Regions from separate parts of the Gossypium hirsutum genome. Here region 1 is linked to region 2. Evidence: chromatin contacts called from public Hi-C data. All regions are on one chromosome and are shown on one strand. The core of a region is the stretch at or near the end of the contact, and the rest is flanking DNA. Distances in the headings are between cores, read along the strand shown.

What was found. A called contact is a pair of places that touch in the nucleus more often than the background predicts.
Region 1: a contact with region 2 is called in a Hi-C map of leaf, with 1.9 times the contacts expected there. The contact joins the promoter of LOC107915933 here to the promoter of LOC107914353 in region 2. A contact is called at or near these places in 3 of 34 Hi-C or Micro-C datasets (callus and leaf).

The regions. Positions count from the first base shown.
Region 1 is chrA10:17,370,679-17,375,636 of Gossypium_hirsutum_v2.1, reverse strand. It overlaps LOC107915933 (1-aminocyclopropane-1-carboxylate synthase), which reads left to right and starts at 2,351. Exons shown (of 4, transcript XM_016845117.2): 1 at 2,351-2,650; 2 at 2,728-2,859; 3 at 2,941-3,101; 4 at 3,197-4,383. The coding sequence starts at 2,504. The coding sequence ends at 4,241.
Region 2 is chrA10:17,201,133-17,205,636 of Gossypium_hirsutum_v2.1, reverse strand. LOC107914353 (methylmalonate-semialdehyde dehydrogenase [acylating], mitochondrial) reads left to right here and starts at 1,676. Exons shown (of 21, transcript XM_016843252.2): 1 at 1,676-1,948; 2 at 2,163-2,235; 3 at 3,055-3,613; 4 at 3,977-4,071; 5 at 4,201-4,275; 6 at 4,358-4,504. The coding sequence starts at 3,079.

The DNA of each region.
Region 1 (4,958 bases), core at 1,102-3,601, 170 kb before region 2:
CGTTTTTTTAAAAAACGCCACTAATGTCTTAGTTTTCATATTTATTTTTATTTGTTATAATTTGGTAGCCACAATAATTAACTTATGATAGTCAATATTTAATAATATATAAATTTTATCTATTATCTCCTAAATAATTTAAACAATAATCATAATTTTAATATATTAAAATTAATATTATCTCTTTTACAATTATATAAGAAATCATTTAATATATAAATTAAATAATACTAATTAATCTAAACCCTAAACTTTTAACCCTTATCCTTAAATCCTAAATCCTAAACCCTAAACCCATATCCCTTAACTCTTAAACCCTAAACCCTTAACACCTAACCCTAAACCTTAAACCCCAACACATAATTCCTAAACCATAATCCATAAACCTTAAAATATTAACTCATAAACCATAAACCCCTAACCCATGTCCCTTTAATGCCTAGCCCTTATGCCCTTAACACTTAACCCCTAACCCCTAACCATTAACCCCAACCCATAAACCACCCTTAAACCATAATCCTTAGACTCATAATCCATAAACCTTAAAATAATAACTCATAAACAGTAAACCTTTAACCATATACCGTAAACCTTAAACTATAATGATATTCAATATTTTAAAATTAATACTATCTTTTTTACAAGTATATAAGAAAAAATTTAACATATAAATTAAAAAACAATTAGTCATATACCAAAAATCTTTAAAATTAATTTAAATAATAGTATTTTAATTTTTTTCATTTTTTGTGACGTTTTTCAAAAAAGCCGCTAAAGATTGAGCATTACTGGCTTTTTTCAAAAAGCGCCGCTAAAGGTGTACTTATAGCGGCGTTTCTTAAAAAAGCGCCACTAATACTCGATCTTTAGCGGTGCTTTTAAAAAGCGCCGCTAAGCCACTAAAATTTTGCAAAACTCTTTTACACGTTTTTCAAAAAAAGCCAACGCCGCTAAAGATCAAGTATTAGCGGCGTTTTCTAAAAAGCGCCGCTAAAGGTGTACATATAGCGACGTTTTTAAAAAGCGCCGTTAAAGGCACTAAAGGCTCAATACAAAACGACAGCATTGTGTTAATTTTTTTGTGCCGTTTTTTGAACGCCGCTAAAGGCACTAAAGGCTCAATACAAAACGACGGCGTTGTGTTAATTTTTTTGCGGTGTTTTTTGAACGCCGCTAAAGATCAAGCATTTTTCTAAAAAACGCCGCTAATACTCAATCTTTAGCGGCGTTTTTCATTCAAACGCCGCTAAAAATACTGCTAAAAACCTGTTTTGCTGTAGTGAATAGACAAAAACTTTTAAAAGTGAAACTTATTAAACTATGAAAAATATAAAACTTAATAACACGAGTCCAAACCGACTCATGAAATAATTTATTATTTTGAAATACTCTCAAAACAGAAACAGATTAAGAAATCAACGAAGAGTTACCCAAATTTTTTTTAAAAAAAAGTCGGTAGCGTTTTAATGATGATAGACACCGTCATCTGTTCATCATAACTTGTGAAATACTTAAAAAAATAAATTTGTAAACTAAAAAGAGAGAATATACTTGGAGTGAATGAGAAAAAAAATAAAAAGAGAGTTGATAGACAAGAGAAAAAGGTGGGTGGTAAGGGTAACACCGCCACTAAACAAAAGAAAAAGTTGTAGGGTTTTGAAAAAGTTCATAATGAATATTTTTTAATTTAATTATAATAGTATATCTATTATTTTAAAATAATAAAATGTAATATTTAAAATAGTCGTAACTCAATCTGAAAATTTCAAAGCGGCGGGTAGATCAAGGACATCTTGAACAAGAGGGTTGGATTGGTTAAGAGAAAGGGCCTATACCCTCCAACTTACCGTAGACTTTGATGTGGGTGAGTCGTGTAGCCCATGCTTTTGCCTTTTTCCTCCATAGGACAAACAAATAATTTTGATAAGAAGAGAAATTGTGTTTAATTTTTGGGATTTCTGTAACCTTTTCATATCTCATTTGTATAAAAAGAAATGTAGATGAAAATGGATGTGTGGTAGAAACAATTATTTTTCTCTTTATATTCAATATATTTATTATATAAAAATAAAAGCTAATGGGTGCAGGCGGACGCTTCTGTTCCCCTTAATTCCTTATTAGACTTTTTTACAATATTTTATAAAAAAATAGTAAAAAGAGTATCTTCTAAAATTTTATAATATAATTATCTTTTATTGTTATGCCCAAAATAAAATAATTAGCTTATCTGCTGTTTGGTAAATACATAAAAAACCTGTCATTTATTAGTTCTCTGTTTCTATCCTAAATAAAGCTCCAATCAGTATAGTCAAAAGCGGCCCTAATTTAAAACTTTGGTGCCTTATGCAATGTATATATATCTCCATTTGCAGCAGACCTCACCATTACTTACATTTCTTCCCTCTCTTTCTCTATTTTTTTTCTTTTGGCTACGATTGATCTAAACAGGAGCTTATATTAGAGCTTTTTAAGTCCTTTTTTCTATAGCTCAAAGAGGCCAAAAATGGGGTTATTGTCAAGAAGAGCCACTTGTAACACTCATGGGCAAGATTCTTCTTACTTTCTAGGATGGCAGGAATATAAGAAAAACCCCTACAATGAAGTCAACAACCCTAATGGTATTATCCAGATGGGTCTTGCAGAAAATCAGGTAACGAGATTTTCTTTTTCTTTTCTTTTTTGAAACTGAGTTTGATATCTCAAATCTTAATGCATTCTTTTTTGTAGCTCTGCTTGGATCTTCTTGAACCATGGCTGATGAAAAACCCAGATGCACTGGGTTTGAAGAGAGATGGGATATCCATATTCAAAGAGCTTGCTCTTTTCCAAGATTATAATGGCTTCCCTGCATTCAAAAGGGTAAGCTTAGCTAATTAAAAAAAATATCCCATAAACATATTAGAAGATAATATTTGGGTTATTGATGATTTTGATGAACAGGCATTGGTTGATTTCATGGGTGAAATCCGAGGAAACAAAGTAAGTTTTGACCCAAATCATGTAGTTCTCACTGCTGGTGCAACCTCCGCCAATGAAACTCTTATGTTTTGTCTCGCTGATCAAGGCGACGCTTTTCTTCTTCCTACGCCATATTACCCAGGGTATATCTTTTGCTTTCTTTATACCTTATTTTATGCATGCATGAAAACATACGTAATTCACTCATACATTCATCATTTTCTCCCCCCCTTAATAGTTTTGATAGAGATCTGAGGTGGCGAACTGGGGTTGAAATAGTACCCATACATTGTACCAGTTCTAATGGCTTCAAAGTCACTTTACCCGCCATCGAACAAGCTTATCGACAAGCTCAAAAAAGGAAGCTGAGAGTGAAAGGGGTTTTAATCACCAACCCTTCTAACCCACTGGGGACGACAATGGCGAGAGACGAATTGTATTTACTCATCAACTTCATTGAAGACAAACAAATTCATTTAATCAGCGATGAAATTTACGCCGGCACTGTTTTCACCTCTCCATCCTTCGTAAGTGTAATGGAAGTTTTAAAAGATCGAAATCTCGATCAAACTCAAGTCTGGGAAAGAGTTCATATTGTATACAGTCTTTCTAAAGATTTGGGTCTTCCTGGTTTTCGAGTTGGTGCTATTTACTCCAACGATCCCGTCGTTGTCTCCGCCGCCATTAAAATGTCCAGTTTCGGCCTCGTTTCTTCTCAAACACAGTATCTACTCTCTGCCATGTTATTCGACAAGAAGTTCACGAAAGAATACATGTCCGAGAACCACAAGAGGCTTCAAAAGCAACAAAAGGACCTGGTTTCAGGCCTGGAAAAAGCCGGCATTAGGTGTTTAGACAGCAATGCCGGGCTGTTCTGTTGGGTCGACATGAGGCACCTTTTGAAGTCCAACACGTTCGAAGCCGAAATGGAGCTGTGGCAGAAAATTGTTTACCATGTTAAAATAAACATTTCGCCTGGTTCTTCATGTCATTGCATTGAACCAGGTTGGTTTCGAGTTTGCTTTGCTAACATGTTGGAAAGCACCCTGAAACTCGCCATCCAACGGTTGAAATCCTTCGTTAGTTCCATCGCCATGAAGTCCCAAAGCCACCAAGAGTTGAAAAGCTTAAGACGAAAAGCCCGCAACAATTGGGTTTCTCGGCTTTCCTTACAATCTTTCTATGATCGGGAACAAGACACTACAACAGAAGTTAGCTTTAGCTACCGACCACATTTCATGTCCTTGTCTAATATTGCAGCCACATTAGATGCGGCTGCCTAAAATAAGAATATTCGTAACATTTTTAAATGTTGTTAAATTTAATTGAAACCATAAAAATTCTCCTTGTGAATAAAAAAATTATACATAGTCAATAAAACAAATTATTGTTAAATGGTATAATTTTACCAATTTATGTATTTGAATTTTTTGATGTAATCATTCGAAGATAAATTTATTCCAATTTCATTTATTATAAATATTGACGTAATTTACGCTCAATTGTTGATATTAAAATATTATTAAGCTGAGAATATCAGACAGTACGAAAATATGGAACTAGACTCCATACAAAATAGAATATGTGCAATTATTAAGAATTTAGAATAAAATCATCATAAAAAATATCGATTTTTTTTAATACGAAATAAAAATAGCTTAAATACAATTATGGCGTGATAAAATATATAAATGCATTAAATTATTGTTAAATGAATTTCATTTCTTAAGATGTCTAATTTCTCTATTTAAATTAATTCAATAGGGTTAAGTGTTTAAATCAGCCATATCTATTATTTGTAAATTAGATTAACTTCAATTAATATATTGTTTTAGCAAACTGAACATTTTTTTCTTTTAGATATCTAAGCTTATCTGGTTAGTCAATGAAAGAGTCATGCGTTCACATTTTGGCTAGCATATATATAATTTTAAATTTTAAATGGTTAAGTTCAATTATAAACTTTTTTAAAATATTTTAAAATTTTTAAAGTGGATTGA
Region 2 (4,504 bases), core at 427-2,926:
GGATTAAATTTATCATTATACCATATTTTTTATTTTCAAAACCTTTTGGTAAAAGTATCAAGGAAGCCCATGTACTTAGGGACATATTGCATTTCGGTCCCTCTATTGAAAAAATAGGCAAATTAGCTTTAAACATTTTGAAACGTGCAAATTAGCTATTTTGTTAAATTTTATCTGTTAAATGATGATGTGGAATGTTAATTTAAATGAATTTGGTCCTTAAACTATAGCTAAAACATCATTTTGATTTTTAAATTTTTTCTTAACAATAATTCTTATTTTTTTTAAAAAATCTTAAAAATAAATATAAACTATCAAAATTATTAAAAATATATTTGAAATCATGTTAAAACAAAATCAAACCAAAATTTACATTCAAAGAAGCTCTTTTGGGGGGAATCATGGTGTTTTTATTTTTGAAAAATTGAGATCTTTTTCAATAATGGGGAAACATTTTCATTTTCAATAAAATTCTCAATTTGATTAAATCTATTTAATGCAATGAGAAACTAACATTTCCTGTTGAAGATGTTTTCAAGTGCAATTCTAAAATCACTCATTTCAATAAAAATTATAGTTTTATTATTATTATTGAAATACAATCAAATTAAAAAAACAATACATCTACAATAAATAAAATATTTTGATTTTGCATCTCTCTTTGGTGATAAACAAGGAGCTCTTTTCATTGCTCCTCCAGCTTTGGAGGTGTGTTAATGGTTTTAGGGTTTTATTTTAAATTAAAATTTCATTTTTTATCTTTTATTTCTTCCCAAAAATTTAAAATATTATTTTCTAAAATTTTAAACCCATGGAGTCTTTGTTTAGAATTTATAAATTTATATTAAAAATTTAAAACTAAAAAATTGTTAAACCCAATAACTTAAAAATTAAACTTTTTAGGGTATTAAATGATAAGATCTTTAAATGGAAAAGTTTATAATAGCTAAAGGGATGCGAAAATGAGTAATCAAAATTTTATAACGGTGATTACATACTATCAAAAGATACGAAGGCATAGAAGATGCGAAAATGAGTATTCACTAAAGTAAAAGAAAATAAACATTAAATCTTTTTATGTACTTTTTAGTTGGAAGCATGAGCGACGAAAATGAAACTAAACATTAACGAAAGTATGAGGAATTTGAAAATGCATAATTAAAACTTTTCAATTTTCTGGGTTTTTTAATATAGGAAAGAAAGTCTTGTAAAAAAACTGATGGATTCTAGGTTTTGTCTCAAAAGTTTGATAAAATTTTTAAATATTTTGAAGAAAAAATTTAGATTTTTTTTACTTATATTTTGAAATTTTAGAAAAGTTTATTTATAATTTTTATTTTTCAAAAATATTTGAACATGATTTTTAATAATTTATATTTATTTTTAAGATTTAAAAAAAATTAAAATTATTGTGAAGAAAAAATTTAAAAAATCAAAATGATATTTTAGCTATATTTCAAGGGCTAAATTATTAATTGACCATTTAAATTAACATTCCACGTAATCATTTAACTTAGAATTTACTGGAGGGACTAATTTACATTTTTTGAAATGTATAAGGGCTAATTTACCCATTTCTTACAGGGGCTTTCCTTGTACTTTTACCAAAACCTTTTAATACAGTGCTTAAGCTTGGCCCGAGCTTTTTATACCCGGTCCGACCCAAGGAGCGTTTAATGATAATTCATAATCTGCTAAGATCAGAACCGTTCAAACCCCTGACGCTGAAAGTGCGCGTGAAAAGCAAATTCGTGAAAGTCCAAGAACACTGGTTCGGACTTGGGGGAGCTAGTAGGCTAGTATAGGAGGACAGGCGTTCCCCATATTTACCTCTCTCACCGCCCCAATCTAAAAGGCCGAAACCTTCAAATTTTCCCACTTTCCCACTTTCTCTCAGATTATTGGGTTTCCTTATTATCCTCTTTCAGAAAATAGAACAAATAAAAATGTAAGCTCATTTTTAGTGTTCTAATAACTTCTCCAGTCACTGGGTTGCTGCATTTTTTTTATTGTTCATCTCCTTTTTTTTTATTGTTTGTGTGTGTTTATATTACTTTTCTTTATTAATCAGATCATTCTCCTCATACTTCTCTTATAATTCTTTAATTTTGCTTCTTCTTCTTCTTTTTTTAAATATAACCTACTCAATTTACTTGTTCTAGATTTTGAGAGGGTTTACAGGGTGCAATCTTTTACTTCCGTGAATACAAATTCCCACAGTGATATTCTCGACAAGTAAGTTACTTTGCATTGTAAATTTGTTTCTATTTCTTTTTGTTAATTGAATTCCCATCTTGGATTAAGATATTTGCTTCCTGTGTTGTTAATTTAAACATTTTGGTCTTTGTTTTCCCCCATGTTAATGTGTGATTTAGAGTGAATATTTTGGACTGTTACTTTTCTTATTGGTAGAGTTTGTGAAAGGTTTACGAATTTAGATTTTACAACACAAAGGAAAATCTGTCAAGTGTGATATGATTGTTCTGCTACAATATTGTTTTAGCTCCCTGTCAGAGAAAAAGAATAATCTTGATACATGTTTCCATCAGTGGAAATATACTCTATACACTGAGTTATGGGGCATAGTGTATTGGACAAGTGAAATGGCAGAACTCATTTCACCTTGTGATATTTCATTGCCAAATATTTGAGCTGAAAACGTATAAAATTGGCTTTTCAAAAGAATTTCCCTCCCTCCTAAAGTTTCGTGCTAGCTCTGATGTCTGGAACATAAATTTTTAAAGGTTGGACTTTGTTGTTGCCGCTACGTCAAATGAACATCTTACTGTATTATGCATGTTTCGAAGTACTTATATGTAATATTGGATTCAATATGAATAGATTGGCCAAAAGTCTTAACCAGGAGGTAAGATTGGACAGAAAAGTGGATACCTGAGTTTTTCCTGTTACCACATAGTTGAAGAAAGAAGGGAAAAGGAACTCTGTATTCTTATCTTTCATAAAAAGAAATTTAAAGAGTCTTGATAGCTTCTGTGTTTTCGTGCACTACTTGCCACCTAAATTCTTGACCTTTTGCTTTTAACTGTTTTTCAGGGGTTTTCCTTCCTGCCACTGGGCATGGACGCTCAAAGTCAGGTGGCTTTTAGTGGACAGAAAAATATGCTTCCTCCACCTCCTGGAATATTTCAAGATCGTGAGGAGCTCATTAAACATGTGCGGGACTTTGGGGCTAGCCAAGGATATGTAGTGACTATTAAGAAGTCAAGGAAAGACAGAAGAGTCATCCTTGGATGTGACAGAGGAGGCATTTATCGCAATAGGCGTAAGATTGATGAAAGTAAACGCAAAAGGAAAGCATGCTCAAGACTTATAAACTGTCCTTTTGAGGCTATAGGAAAAAAGGAAGATGATTCCTGGGTTCTCACCATTAAAAATGGGGAGCATAACCATGAGCCTTTAAAAGATATGTCAGAGCATCCTTATAGTCATCGTTTTACCGAGGAAGAAATTAGGCAAATCAAATTAATGACTGAAGCTGGTATAAAACCACGCCAAGTGCTCAAGGCTCTGAAACAAACTAATCCAGAGTTGCAGTCAACTCCAAGGCATTTGTACAACCTTAAAGCCAAGATTCGTCAAGGAAATTTATCAGGTTAGTCTCCCATTGTTATTTTTACTTTTTTGTATTTAAAGTAGAGATTTTACTTTAACCTGGCCTCTCAAATTCTGTTTGTTCATAGCTGGTTGGTATTGATTACTTTGCAATTTATCATCCAATTGTCAGATATTACTAGGCAGGTTTGCAATCAATATTGACCCAGCTATAATAAATCTATTATAAACTGCAGTTTACCCTAGGTGGGAGCATGTCCTATCATAAATTTCATTCCATAGGGACTAGTAAGGTTTTAAATGATAAATCTATTTCTGCTCCCCTCTCAGAGAATATACTTCTGAAATGAGTGTACATTTCATTTCTTGAGATTTTCTTCATAGTATGAGTGTTTTCTTGCAGAGAAAAATTTTAAATCATGGAGGCCTAACAGATCTGTTCCTGTAAACTCTAATGGCAGTTCCACTGGAGAGTTGTTAAAGCAAAACAACCAACTGGTGAGTTTTGATGTGACTTTTTTGATTTCTTGTTCTCTGTATATTTTAGCATGTGTACATTTGTGTTTCTATGTTTGTGGTGATGTGCTCATATCTGTCCTCTATGATCATTCTGCTATCTGTCTACAGGTAAAAGTTCCTAATTTTATTGGAGGGAAATTTGTGGATTCACTAGGGTCCATGGTCATTGACGTAATAAACCCTGTAAGTGGATGAGCTAACTTTGTTATTTGCTCTTTCTCACCCTTTTTGATGCATTTTTTTATATCAAAGACGTTTTAATTAGGCAACACAAGAGGTTATTTGTCAAGTTCCTTCAACTACCTATGAAGAGTTTAAAGATGCAGTTAATGCAGCCAAGCAAGCTTTTCCCTCTTGGAAGAATACTCCAGTTACAGCTCGCCAGCGCATCATGTTCAAGCTCCAGGAGCTC